Linked DNA regions of Zea mays: region 1 is linked to region 2. A link is a contact called in public Hi-C data. All regions are on one chromosome and are shown on one strand. Each heading gives the region's core, a stretch centred on a gene start, on an enhancer-like site or on the middle of the called end of the contact. The rest is flanking DNA. Distances are from core to core; before and after follow the strand shown. Region 1 has its middle 27 kb from the start of LOC103651394. Region 2 holds the start of LOC100282599 (pterin-4-alpha-carbinolamine dehydratase).

Region 1 (7,647 bases), core at 1,038-3,537, 240 kb before region 2:
GATATATATGGAGAGAGCACGCATGCGGAGAAAGAAGCACACCAGGCGTCTGTCCGAGAAGGGCGAGAGAATGTGAGTGTATTCCCAGCCTTGAATCCACCGAAGCGACACAACACCACCACCAACTCCGTAGCATATGCTGACTGCTGCCACGTTACGGGCCTTAGTAGTCCAATATCTCAGACCTGGACTCCTCACTGCTAAGATAATCTAAGCGTGGCAGACGCCACCATGTCCTCCTCGACGGCATACACGGAGAAAGGCTAGGAGCATGACTGACTCGCCCTGTACCCACTTTGGCGAGCGTCGGTTGGCTCGCGGCTGCGATCATGGGCAGGGGCAGCATGTTGGGGTGGAAGAACAGGGCGAAGGCAAGAAAGACGAACGACATGTCCGACGACGGCGAAAACGATGGTGCGCGCATGATATGAAACGTCCTCGTGGACGTGCAATAGCCACTGCGCGAGTCGGTGTCGGGGCTAGTGTCGGATGAATATGGGGAGGAGGCGCCCTCTGGCGAGAATGGGGTGGCGCGGAGGTGGAGGCATGAGGGGAGAGAGAAAAAAGTAGAATGACAAACGAGGTGGTAGCAACTGAGGTGAGGACTATCATTTTCATGCGGAGGTATAGATGGCTAAATGGACCGTGTCTGGCGAGCTGACCCGAGGCACGACCCATTTAATAGTGTCTGGGCTAACCCGACACGAGCGTCGTGCGGTGTTTGGGCCATAGCCTCAGCCCATAGTGCTGGCCCGGCATGGTTATTATTTTTTATTTTACAAAAAAAATCATATATACATATGTACAATTTATATTTAATATTATAAATACTTGAGCATTATGTTCTACTAGTTAGACAGTGTCTTCCACCCTTCTTCCATCAGGGTGTGGGTTCAAACCCCACATCCTGCTCTGCTTTTTAATATTTTATGCTGAGTTGATTTAGAAGAAATGTAGGAACTTTTTTGTAAAAAGATGACGCAGGACGACCGTTGAAACTGGTGTTTTAAGTATAACTAGTCGGTTGCCTGTGCGTTGCGACGGCTTACAACAATACCTACGTAAACTATCCATCAAAAAAAATCAAGATTTTTTATTGATTGTCTCCGCTCTCTGTATAATATATTTTTTGATTTGGCTAACTGATGTTATTGTTTACTCCATGCAAATATGTCCTGGTACAATACGACCAATGAAGTGAGCGATTAGAAGAGAGTTCACAACGATTGACTGAATGAACAGAGATTATAAAATGACACAACTCTATCATATAGAGACCAAATAAGAGAAAGTTTGTGAGATCAAGTTTATAAAATAAGTCCCATGAAGTCAAACTTATAAAAAAGATAGATCAAAATATGGAGTGATTGCTAAAGTCCGGCATCAATAAAAACTGGATGTGCTCCATATAAATTACGCTAATTCGTAGCAATTACTAACGTTTAAAACCAACAAATAACCTTTCATTTTGCTGTTAGTGTGACAAATCATTGCTGCTCCATCTAATTCAGCAACCTCAAACACCATGTAGTCAATTGCGTCAATGTGGTCTCAGAAACGACTATTGCTTGCAAGAGCAAAGAACGTCGTGCCGTGCTTGGGCTGTAGCCTCGGCCCGTAGTGCTGGCCCGGCCCAACACGATTATTTTTTTATTTTACAAAAAAATGTATATACGTATATACAATTTATATTCAATATTAAAAACATATTAGCGTGATGTTATACTGTTTAGACAGTTTCACTTAGTGTCTCCCGCCCTTCTTCCATCAGGGCATGGGTTCGAACCCCACCTCTTGCACCGTTTTTTAACATTTTACGCTGATTTAATTAAATGGATCGACGGGCTAAAGGGCTGGCCCAACACAATTAGCAGGCCGGCATGACATGCATGTGTCATAGTTGTGGCCCGCGTGCATCTACCCGTGTCGGGCGTTGTTACGCTGATTTAATTAAATGGATCGACGGGCTAACGGGTTGGCCCGACACAGTTAGCAGGCCGGCATGACGTGCCTGTACCATAGTTGTGTTCCACGTGCATCTAGGCCGTGTCGGACGTCGTTTGACGTCTATAGACGTGCATCAGATTAATTTGAAATAGCCGTGGGGGTTATTTGAAAAAAAATGGCGCGTGACGACCGTTGAAACTGGTGCTTTAAGTATAGTATAGATATAGAGAGTAGAGATTATAGAAGAATTTGATTGGGAGGTGGGTGAAGGCGCTAGCCGTACAGCCAGGGACGGATTCAGGCCTTCGGCCCATGCCCCGGGGCCTGGCCCATCTAAGTGTGTTAAGCCCATATCGGATATGGACCCCCCCCCCCCCCCCCCTTTTTCAGGCGCTCTCCATCATTTCTCTCTCCTCTCCTTCCGCCCCCGACGCCACCAAAATCGGAAAATCAAAATGCGACCTTCAGAGAAGAAGCACAAAAGTATGCATGTACAGGTACAGTTTAGAATGGGCCGGAATTAACTGGTCACAATTTGCTCCCGAAAGGAGCCAATTAATCCCGTGGTTGGTGCCGGAAACATATTGGGCCGTCCCACAGCAACGCGCCCAGACAGGTTGCCTCATGCTCATGCATCACATTTCTGAAGCCGATGCCAACGTCAAGTCTGCAACTGAGAAATTATGACCATTCCTACTTGTTATTATTTGGATTCACTGAAGCTAAAGTGTAACCAGCTAGTTTATCTGAACAACTTCAGCTAAACTTTTCTATATATGGTAGTTTTTCATTTCAACGCTGCAGGAACACCGGCGCATTTTTTGGGTTTTTTTTAAACCGTGTCTGATCGGAGCGCGCAAAGAAGCGAAGCGAAACAGGCACGCCTTCGCTTTTTCCCAACGAGCCTGTTGAGCACCAAATTGAGGTGCGGACAGTCCGGCCATAAGGCCGGACGGTCCGCGATCCGGACGGTCCGCACCTGTGGGCCGGACGGTCCGCGCACGTGTAGAACAGATTAGGGTTCCGAGTTTTTCGCTGCGTTTGTTGGCGAAAATCCCGGGATTTGCTCGGAGTTTTGACGGTAAAGGGTCCAACCCCCCTCCTCTATAAATAGAGAGGTCTACGGCCGATTTATAATGAACAATCGAATCAACAACTTCTATTTCGCATTTTATTCTAGGAGTAGTTCTAGTCTAGTTTAGGTTTAGCCCCTCGATCTCCAAATTTTTCGCCTCTCTTCGACTCTACGTCGATTAGAGGAGTCTAGGTCGGTTTACCCGAGCCTATACAACTCATAGGATCTCTCCTCCCCGACGGGGTCCCTCCCGGGAGCGAGATCCAGGCTGCCGCCGGCGACTTCCGCCGCCCCTGCGCACGCGCGGACCGTCCGGCCCTAGGGCGCGGACCGTCCGGTCGTCAGGCAGGGAACCCGAGCTCCTGCACCAGGCCGCGGACCGTCCGGTCCCTGTGCGCGGACCGTCCGCGCCTGACCAGAGAGCACCGCCGTCTCGCGCCAGTACGCGGACCGTCCGGCCCTGTGCCGCGGACCGTCCGCGCCTGACCAGAGAGCACCGCCGCCGGTTCTTTTGAAGTGATTGGCGCCTCCAAAAAGGTGTCAACATACTTTTTGGCGACTCCGCTGGGGAAAACACATCTAAGCTCATCAAATCGGCCCTCAATGGCCGGTTCAAGGGATAGCTCTGATATTTCTCCAAGCAACATCATAGAGCCGACTTGGTAAACCTTGCCGGCTGACGAGCAGCTCCAGTTCGAGGAGCACAAGGAGCGGATGATCCAGGAGGCGAAAGCAAAGTTCTTGGCCAACTTCAAAGTGGACAGGAACAACAAGGTCGTCCGATATCGGGCGACGGATCCGGCTTCGCTCCAACCACGCCAGATATCCCCAATGTAAGTAATACCAACGATCTGCAATCTCTTAGAAATTATGTAGAAGATCAGCGTGAACAAATGCAGAACATCATAGGGGGTATGCAAAGCGATCTTAAGAGACTAGTACGTGCATTTGATAAATCTAGTATCGCCAATTTTCCTTCGCACGAGGTTGAGTTAGGAGGTAACACGCGTAACACATCGGCTACAGGTTGTCACGACCAGTCACAACCCCTTTATGGGATGCCGATGGACACGTACCCTGAGCAACCGCAAATCGGCAGCAAATCAGCCGATCTGCACATGCCCGGACCGTCCGCACGTGAGCGCGGACCGTCCGGACCAACAACAGTCGGGCCTATTTTTAATGAGTTACCTAGTGAAAGTCGCCTAGAGGGGGGGTGAATAGGGCGAAACTGAAATTCTTAAAAAATAATCACAACTACAAGCCGGGTTAGCGTTAGGAATATAATCGAGTCCGCGAGAGAGAGCGCAAAACAAATCGCAAGCGAATAAGGAGTGTGACACGTAGATTTGTTTTACCGAGGTTCGGTTCTTGCAAACCTACTCCCCGTTGAGGAGGCCACAAAGGCCGGGTCTCTTTCAACCCTTCCCTCTCTCAAACGGTCCCTCGGACCGAGTGAGCTTTCTCTTCTCAATCACTTGGAACACAAAGTTCCCACAAGTGAAAGGATCACGATGCCCAAGAGGGGGGGTGAATTGGGCTTTTCTAAAAATCAACACTAATTAAAACCTAAGCAAGAGCTAACCAAGAGCCCAACTTCACCCCAACAACTAGCACTAAGAAAATAATACTAGAAATGTAACAAAGCTAAGATAATGCTTCAAATACTTGCTAAACAAATACACAAAGTAAATAGCTTAAATTAAGTGCGGAATGTAAAGCAAAGTTTAGAAGACTCCTCCAATTTTTCCCGAGGTATCGAAGAGTCGGCACTCTCCACTAGTCCTCGTTGGAGCACCCGCGCAAGGGTATCGCTCCCCCTTGGTCCTCGCAAGAACCAAGTGCTCACTACGAGATGATCCTTTGCCACTCCGGCGCGGTGGATCCCTCGAGACCGCTTACAAACTTGAGTCGGGTCACCAACAAGATCTTCACGGTGATCACCGAGCTCCCCACGCCACCAAGCCGTCTAGGTGATGCCGATCACCAAGAGTAACAAGCCATAGACTTTCGTTTGACCAAGAGAAGCCTAATGCAAGTGGTGTGTGCTCTAGGTGGCTCTCACTAGCGCTAATGAGGAACAGGCGTGGATTATGATTCTCTAATCTCCTCACAAGGCTTTTGGTGCTTGCAATACTCTACCAAGGTGCTGGAATAAATGTGGAGAGCAAGACTTTGAATATGGTGGGTGGAAGGGGTATAAATAGCCCTCACCCACCAACTAGCCGTTACAGGAAACTTGCTGCGCGATGGCGCACCGGACAGTCCGGTGCGCCACCGGTGCGCCAACGGTGCGCCACCGGTGCGCCAACGGTCACTTCCAACGGCTAGTCTTGACACAGAGCCGTTGGACTCATGGCGCACCGGACAGTGAACAGTTCACTGTCCGGTGCACACCGGACAGTCCGGTGCGGTGTCCGGTGTGCCGCTAAAATTCATTTCCAAAGGCTGCGCTCTCGGGTTTCTGCGACTGGGAGAGTCCCTGCCGTGGATCAGCCTGGCCCACCTGGCAGAGGGTGCACCGGACAGTCCGGTGCACACCGGACAGTCCGGTGCCCCAAAGCCAGAAACACTAAGTCTTATTTTTCAGCTGATTTTCAAATCGGTTTTCGTTCTAACTTTTGTGTGAGTTCTAGAGTGACACCTAGCACTGTATATGAGTGTGATTGTGCACCAACACTACACTAGAACTCTCTTGGTCAAACTACTCATCGACAACCCCTCTTTATAGTACGGCTAAAAGAGAATAAAAGACCTAACTAAATCGCGAGTGTCCACATCTCCTTGACACTCTGACTCCGTAGACCTTCACCTTTTGTTTCGTCGTTTTAGCCGTCGCTTCGAGTTCTTATCTCCTGGATTGTTTTCACCGTTGTAGTACTTCTACCTGTCATGCGACCTAACTTACCATTTGTCTCTGCAAAACACACGTTAGTCACATATAATATTACGTTGTCATTAATCACTAAAACCAACCAGGGGCCTAGATGCTTTCAATCTCCCCCTTTTTGGTGATTGATGACAACCCTACAAGTTTTGTGAGAGTAGTTTGTTTTGAAGATTCTGTCAATGGAGAGAATGGTTAGTTACACTCAGTAATTTTTGACAGAAAGGATGTGTACCATAATAAATAAGAGTGAGCGCATACACATCATAAGATTCTTGTTCATATAAAAGAGAAAGTAAATTAATGAACCAAAAGCTAGAAGACTGGTGATATGATATAAGGTGAAAACGTAATACACACAGTCAACCAAAAGCAACGAGAGTATATGACGAGTTTGTGAGCCAAAAACATCAAGCTAGTACAGAGAGTAGCAGGCACAAATATTACATCAAAAGGACACTGACTCTCTACCAACTCTCTAACTCCCCCTAGCTCTCACAACTCATATCTCTCCCCCTTTGGCGTCAAACACCAAAAGGGACCCGATCCTAAACATCGGAAGCAGGAGGAGGCGGCGGGGGCGCATCCGGACGAGGTCGAGGTAGCAGAGCGAACGCCGACGGAGGGTCAGAGTCAGTCTCGGATCCAGGATCTGCGGTAGAAGCTGGAGCTGGTACTGACTCGGATGCAGCCAGCGCTGCAGGAGCTACCGGAACAGAAGCAGTCACAGATACTGCCACAGCGGTAGTGGTAACAGCAGATGCTGGAGGCACTAGCGGCTGTGGGCAGACAGAGCTGAGGACCGGAGAAGTGAACGCCAAGGTGACCGGCCGGAGCGGAGAGGTAACAGCAGGGGGTGCAGACAAGATCGAAGGCACCACTGGAGCGTGAAGCGAAGAAGGCGGAGCAGACTGAACCGGAGGTGCTGAGATACCAGAATGCTGAAGCATGAGGGCCATGAATGTCCTATTCTCTGCCCTATCCTGAATAAGCTGCTGCTGAAGAGCATCCTGCCTGTCCTGCATGCTCTGAAACATCGAGAGCATCGTCTCGGATAACCGTGCCTGCTCGGCTGCCAGGTTGGCTAGAATCGCCGCAAGAGCAGGGTCCATAGCCGGAGGAGGAGCAGGGGCAGCACGCGAACTCCCAGCCTCATGATCATGAGAGCGTGGAGGCATAGGAGGTGGAGGCGAAGGAGGAATCCCAAAATCATCATCATCATCATCATCAGCTGCTGTACCCTGGGTGTCAACCTGTCGAAGTGCTGCATCCTCGGCCTGAGTGTCAAACACAGGAGCATAAGCTGGCACTGGAATCTCAGGAGCAGGACGGTAAGATCCAAACACAAGGCGTGAGGCCTCAAGGGTACTCTGAAAACGAGGTGGCTGGATCAGCTGCGCAAATATGTGGCATAAGTAGTGAGCATAGGGTAGCTGCCGTCGAGCACGAATCCCATCCAGAACAGTGTCCTCAATCTCACAGATCAGAAAGTCAACAACATCAAACTCAAAGTGGGATACCAGGGCACCAAGGAGCCAAAGCTGAATGTGAGTGGTAGCCTCCTTGTATCCCATCCTAGGCAGGAGTGTCCGTCTGACGAGCTCATACAAGTACTTCGCTGCAGTAGTGAAGTCGGCTGGAGAACGTCGCGACCCATCTGAGAAAGGCGGGCGGAACAGAGCCGCGACGTGAGCTGTCCCTGGAGCCACACCGCCGTGAGGGCGACGTGGAGGATCTG
Region 2 (6,825 bases), core at 3,487-5,986:
GAGGCCTTGCTAGATCTGGACTAGGTGTTGGCCATGCAAGAGGAGCTCAACAACTTCAAGAGAAATGAAGTTTGGACGCTGGTGCCTCGTCCTAAGCAAAATGTTGTGGGAACCAAGTGGGTGTTCCGCAACAAACAAGACGAGCACGGAGTGGTGACGAGAAACAAGGCTCGACTTGTGGCAAAAGGTTATGCCCAAGTCGCAGGTTTGGACTTTGAGGAGACTTTTTCTCCTGTGGCTAGGCTAGAGTCCATTCGTATTTTGCTAGCATATGCCGCTCACCATTCTTTCAGGTTGTTCCAAATGGATGTGAAGAGCGCTTTCCTCAACGGGCCAATCAAGGAGGAGGTGTACGTAGAACAACCCCCTGGCTTCGAGGATGAACGGTACCCCGACCACGTGTGTAAGCTCTCTAAGGCGCTCTATGGACTTAAGCAAGCCCCAAGAGCATGGTATGAATGCCTTAGAGATTTCTTAATTGCTAACGCTTTCAAGGTTGGGAAAGCCGATCCAACTCTTTTCACTAAGACTTGTGACGGTGATCTTTTTGTGTGCCAAATTTATGTCGATGACATAATATTTGGTTCTACTAATAAAAAGTCTTGTGAAGAGTTTAGCAGGGTGATGACGCAGAAATTCGAGATGTCGATGATGGGCGAGTTGAACTACTTCCTTGGGTTCCAAGTGAAGCAACTCAAGGACGGCACCTTCATCTCCCAAATGAAGTACACGCAAGACTTGCTGAAGCGGTTTGGGATGAAGGACGCCAAGCCCGCAAAGACTCCGATGGGGACCGACGGACACACCGACCTCAACAAAGGAGGTAAGTCCGTTGATCAAAAGGCATACCGGTCAATGATAGGATCGTTACTTTACTTATGTGCTAGTAGACCGGATATTATGCTTAGCGTATGCATGTGTGCTAGATTTCAATCCGATCCTAAGGAGTGTCACTTAGTGGCGGTAAAGCGAATTCTTAGATATTTAGTTGCTACGCCTTGCTTCAGGATCTGGTATCCAAAGGGGTCTACCTTTGACTTAATCAGATATTCAGATTCCGACTATGCTGGATGTAAGGTCGATAGGAAGAGTACATAGGGGACGTGCCAATTCTTAGGAAGGTCTCTGGTGTCATGGAACTCTAAGAAACAAACTTCCATTGCCCTATCCACCGCTGAGGCCGAGTATGTTGCCACAGGACAGTGTTGCGCGCAACTACTTTGGATGAGGCAAACCCTCAGGGACTTTGGCTACAATCTGAGCAAAGTCCCACTCCTATGTGATAATGAGAGTGCTATCCGCATGGCGGAAAATCCTGTTGAACACAGCCGCACAAAGCACATAGACATCCGGCATCACTTTTTGAGAGACCACCAGCAAAAGGGAGATATCGAAGTGTTTCATGTTAGCACCGAGAACCAGCTAGCCGATATCTTTACCAAGCCTCTAGATGAGAAGACCTTTTGCAGGCTGCGTAGTGAGCTCAATATCTTAGATTCGCGGAACTTGGATTGAATTATAGCATACATGTGTTTATGCCTTTGATCATGTTCATTCTGCATATTGTTGCGTATTTTGGTGCTCAAGTTGTACAAACACTCCCTGGACCTCACAAGTCCTTTTTGCAAGTGATGCACATATTTAGGGGGAGCTGTGCTACAACTTGACCCTTTGAGACTAACCATGTACTTGAGTTTGGTTGTTTTAGCCTCAAAGGAGGATTGAAAGGGAAAAGGTGGACTTGGACCATGCAAGACTTCCACTGCACTCCGATGAAAAGAGTAACTTTTCCAAGTCCATCTTTATACTCTTATTGCCTTTGTGTTCTCATTTGATGATTTTGGTGAGGCAATGGGGTTAAAGGGCCAAGATTGATCCCGTTTTGGTGCTTGATGCCAAAGGGGGAGAAAATAAAGGCCAAAGCAATAGATGGATCAACTACCACTTGAGAAATTTTGAAAATAGTAGATTAGAGCTTTTGGTTTGTCAAAACTCTTTTATTGTCTCTTATGTCAAAAGTTGGCCTCTTGTGGGGAGAAGTGTTGATTATGGGAAAAAGGGGGATTTTTTGGAATCCTTGATCAAATTTCTTTGGAAAACCTCTCTTTATGTCTCTACAAGTGGTTTTGACTTAGAGATAGGAATTTGAGTTTGATTTGCAAAAACAAACCAAGTGGTGGCATAGAGTGATCCATATAGGTCAAATTTGAATCAAAATAATTTGAGTTCTTATTTGAAGTGATTTTGTACTTGTTCTACTTGCATTATGTTGTGTTGGCATAAATCACCAAAAAGGGGGAGATTGAAAGGGAAATGTGCTCTTGGGCCATTTCTAAGTATTTTGGTGGTTTAGTGTCCAACACAAGTGCCTAAGTGTAAAATGGTGGACAAAGTACAAATCAAGAATAAAGGTATGTTTCTCAGACTTAGTACTTTGTTTTGTGGACTAATGTATTGTGTCTAAGTGCTGGAAACAGGAAAAATCCAATTGGAAATGTCTTGGCTCGGGCAGCCAAGAATCTGCTCAGTCTGGGAGCACCGGACTGTCCGGTGGTGCACCGGACAGTGTCCGGTGCGCCAGGCTGGTTCGAGCGAAGTGGCCGCTCTCGGGAATTCACCGGCGACGTACGGCTATAATTCACCGGACTGTCCGGTGTGCACCGGACTGTCCGGTGAGCCAACGGTCGGTCGGGCCAACGGTCGGCCGCGCGATCTGCGCGGGACACGTGGCCAAGCCAACGGCTAGAAGGGGGCACCGGACTGTCCGGTGTGCACCGGACATGTCCGGTGTGCCAACGGCTCCCGAATCCGCAACGGTCGGCTTCGTCATTTAAGGAAAGAAATCGGGCACCGGACACTGTCCGGTGTGCACCGGACTGTCCGGTGCGCCAGTCGACAGAAGACAAGATCAGCCTTCCTAGATTGCTCTCAACGGCTCCTAGCTGCCTTGGGGCTATAAAAGGGACCCCTAGGCGCATGGAGGAGTACAACAAGCATCTCCTAAGCATTCCTAAGCACCAAGACATCAACTCCGCGCCTTTGATTCTTTGCGATAGCGATTAGAGCTCTAGTTGAGTGGTGAACTCATTGAGTTGTGTTGTGAGCTCTCGTTGCGACTTGTGTGCGTGGTGTTGCTGTGATTTCTGTCTTGAGTGCGTTGCTAATCCCTCCCTTGCTCCGTGCTTCTTGTGAATTTCAAGTGTAAGGGCGAGAGGCTCCAAGTTGTGGAGATTCCTTGCAAACGGGATTGAGAAAAAGTAAGCAAAACACCGTGGTATTCAAGTGGGTCTTTGGACCACTTGAGAGGGGTTGATTGCAACCCTCGTCCGTTGGGACGCCACAACGTGGAGTAGGCAAGCGTTGGTCTTGGCCGAACCACGGGATAACCACCGTGCCATCTCTGTGTTTGATCTTGTTGGTTATTGTGTTTTGTTGAGATTCCTCTCTAGCCACTTGGCAATTATTGTGCTAACAATTAACCAAGTTTTGTGGCTTAAGTTTTAAGTTTCACAGGATCACCTATTCACCCCCCCCTCTAGGTGCTCTCAGGCTCCAGTATATGGGTACTATATTTAGGACCCGAGATACCGAGCCCTATAACCATTTGATGAAATTTTATAAAATAGGGCCGCTGTTAGAAGAATGTTTTATGGTTTTGAGCTCTATATTTAAAATAGGACCATGTTTAGAGCCTCTCTTGAAGATGCTCTTACGTGGATATTGTTGTAAGCCGTCGCAACGCACGGGCAACCGACTAGTAGTGTCTTAAATAATCAGATTACACTCGATTTGTTATAGTACATGGGAAATGAAAACGTAATATAGACATAATTGGTGTAGTAGTGTAGTGGTATAGGAGGGTATGCGCGAGAGAGAGGTTGCGAGTTTGAATCTCATTATTCATAAAATATATTATAACTTTGATTCAAAATAATAGTGAAAAATGATAGGGCAATGGGGTAAATAATAGGTAGGGTTGGAGAGTTGGTTCCTATAATTTAATAAAAAAATGTTTTGCTATTTTTTTTGTTTTTTTCGATTCTTAATTTGTCGAGTGTTTTTCTTCCGAGTGTAAAATAACCTTTCCCGAGTGTTTTAGACACTCGACAAAGAACGCGATTCCGGTAGTGTGGAGAGTTATAGTTGAATGTTTATTGAAGTTCGTTGAGATGTGTTCACTATATAGATAAAGTTGAGAGTTATAATTGAATGTTTATGAAACTTATTGAATTTTATTCTTGAATATCACTAGAAATATAAGGTTGATTTATTTATTTATTTATTTATTTATTTATTTATTTATTATATAGATATTTTTAATATTTTAAATGATATATAACATTTTTCTAGTATATTATTAAACCTAAAATCGTTTTTAATTAGTAATTAGCGATAAAATTAAGTTTTAAATGGTTTCATGGTACATATTTTTTTCTAGATATGGATAGTATCAGATGTTTCACGGTTTTTTCGAATACAAATATGAAATCGGATAGAGAAAAGTACTATAAATCCATTTGACATTCATATTAAAATCGAATACGGATACAGATATCTATATTATCAGTTTTAGCGAATACAAATAAAATAATTCGGATTTCCAGACATCCATTTCCAGACCTAAAAAGAGGCTAATGACGATTAGCAGAGTCTATTGCCATTTTTCCAAAGAGCTCACCATTATAATTTCAAAAACGCAATTGCGTGGTTCCCGTTGCCAATTCTCGGAAGCCGGCCGATGTCGAGTCCAAAATTGCAAAAATCTCTGCCGTGCCTCTCGTCTCTCTTCTCAGGCGCCACGCAAAACGTTCTCCGTTTTCCCTCTCCGGATCCGGCCCGCGGGGGCCAGGAGCTACCGATGATCCGGACCGCAACGGTGCGAGCGCGTCTCCTCCTATCGCGCTCCTACGTAGCACAGGTGCGCCATGCGCAACTGCGCATGAGAGGATTCCTCCGATCTCCGTGTAAATATATCAGCAAACACCTCCCGTGCACTGCTGATGCGCCTCTCTTTTTAATGGCTGTGCAGGCACAGGCAGCTTCTCGCTGGCCTCTCGTCCGCTGGAAGGCTTCGCATCTTGGATCTGTACGGTATATCCTCGTTCTACCTGCAGCTTTCTGAGCATCATCGCAGTAGCTGTGTGCGGCTGCGTGCCCTACGAGTGGCTATTGCTAGGCCGGTGCAAGAACTTCAGCGAAGGCTGTTAATTCTAGCAACTGGGACCACAGGAACCATTTTGTGTATGAAACTTTATTATATTTAGTTCAATGCTATTTGGCTCGTGTCCCAGGAGCATAGTGTTTTTGTTCTATAATCAGATTATTAACTTGAAAGAATGGCCTTTCGAGGAATTGAAAGAGCCCACTCAAGGAACGATTAAGAATTGATGTTTCATGTGGAATTGGGCATTTGTACTTTTTGTTTATAACGATCTATTTAGTGAACCAAAGAGTTGTTACACTTGGTTGGTATTTTAAGTACTCTACACTGCTTGATATGCTACTGAAGAAATGCGATGAGGTACTTGACACAACCTTGCCCCCTAACATTTTTACTCAATAAAAAAACCCTTTTCATGCCTGTTATATGGAAGGCTAGATATGAAAACAATGTAAAATTGGACCCAGCAAACCATGTTTGTAAAGCTCTGCTTATCGTTTTCTGAACTCATGGGTCATGATGATCCACCGAATGACCAAATCACCTTGACTCTTTTGTTTCAAGCACCCTGATAAATGGTATTATTTCATATCCTCTGCGCATTTTTTTATATTCTGTTCACTGAATACAAACATCGCTATTTATGCAGCTCTTTCTATCAGATGGACATTACAAGGCAATACAAAAATAAAAGTTTGACTGCAAGAGGGTGCCATAGCTCCCCTGAGAGTCAAGGTCATCTTCATATACATTGGTTTCTTCAAAGTTGTCTCTTACTGACTGAAATTTATCTCACCCAGATTTGAGTGCATTAATGCTTTCATCAATTTTATACGTATTAGGCCTTGTTTGAAACCCTAGAGCTAATAGTTAGTAAGTTAACAAATTGTTAGCTGGGCTAAGCTAGCTAATAAACTAATTGTTAGCTGTGAGTTAGCTAACAATTAGCTGGGGGCGTTTGGAACCTCTACAGCTAATTTTAACAGCTAGCTATTAGCTCTAGAGGTTCCAAACAGGGCCTTAATGTTGTTATGTAAGCATCTTATCTGTCGCTGACAACGTTGTAAGACATGGAAAAGTCACACCATTCTATATTTTGTCATGTTATCTATCTTTTTAGTGATTTGAAGTAATCCTTCTCATATGAATTCTTTTGAAATGTAAAAGTGGCAAGACTATAACAAGCTCATCATAAACGTGCAAGTATGATTGTACTTCCTAAGTTACAGTTAGGGTACCTTCTTATGACCATGGTGAACAAATAGTGATGCATTGATTACATATGCTGCAAAGCTTTTATACTCCTGAAGTCATTATATTTTATTCTTCATAAGAAAAAATATTTTAGAAAAAATAGGATCATATTCTTCTAAAGACCAGAATTTTTTTAACTCTTTACTGGTATTTCTCCGCCTTACACTCTTTAAATAATCCTATGCATTTTTGTTATTTCAGAATTAGCAATGAAAAGCTGTGTTCCATGCAACTCTAAGGATTTAGGTCCCATGTCAGAAGATTCTGCTAAAAAGTTGCTTGAACAGGTCTTGATCATGTATATTTTTGCAGTGAAAATTTTGATTAGGGTTGATTTGTTGACCCGGAATCCCGGGAGGATCGGAGGGGATTGAGGGAGAAATTAGTTCATTTCCCCCTCAATCCCCTCC

What was found. Hi-C and Micro-C count contacts between places; a contact is called where the count stands out from the background.
Region 1: a Hi-C map of tassel shows a contact between it and region 2, with 3 times the contacts expected there. The contact joins the enhancer-like site here to the promoter of LOC100282599 in region 2. A contact is called at or near these places in 4 of 25 Hi-C or Micro-C datasets (ear, leaf, tassel and 1 more).

Annotation. Positions count from the first base shown.
Region 1 is chr3:217,201,646-217,209,292 of Zm-B73-REFERENCE-NAM-5.0, reverse strand. No RefSeq gene overlaps it. Among protein-coding and RNA genes, the nearest start is that of LOC103651394, 27 kb to the left of the region's middle. Within about 2 kb of position 2,287, at least 17 of the 20 cell types and tissues checked have an H3K27ac peak or open chromatin away from gene starts, as enhancers often do. A contact at or near this core is called in ear, leaf and tassel, where this site is marked.
Region 2 is chr3:216,966,993-216,973,817 of Zm-B73-REFERENCE-NAM-5.0, reverse strand. It overlaps LOC100282599 (pterin-4-alpha-carbinolamine dehydratase), which reads left to right and starts at 4,736. Exons shown (of 7, transcript NM_001155507.3): 1 at 4,736-4,918; 2 at 5,030-5,091; 3 at 5,811-5,896; 4 at 6,617-6,702. The coding sequence starts at 4,859.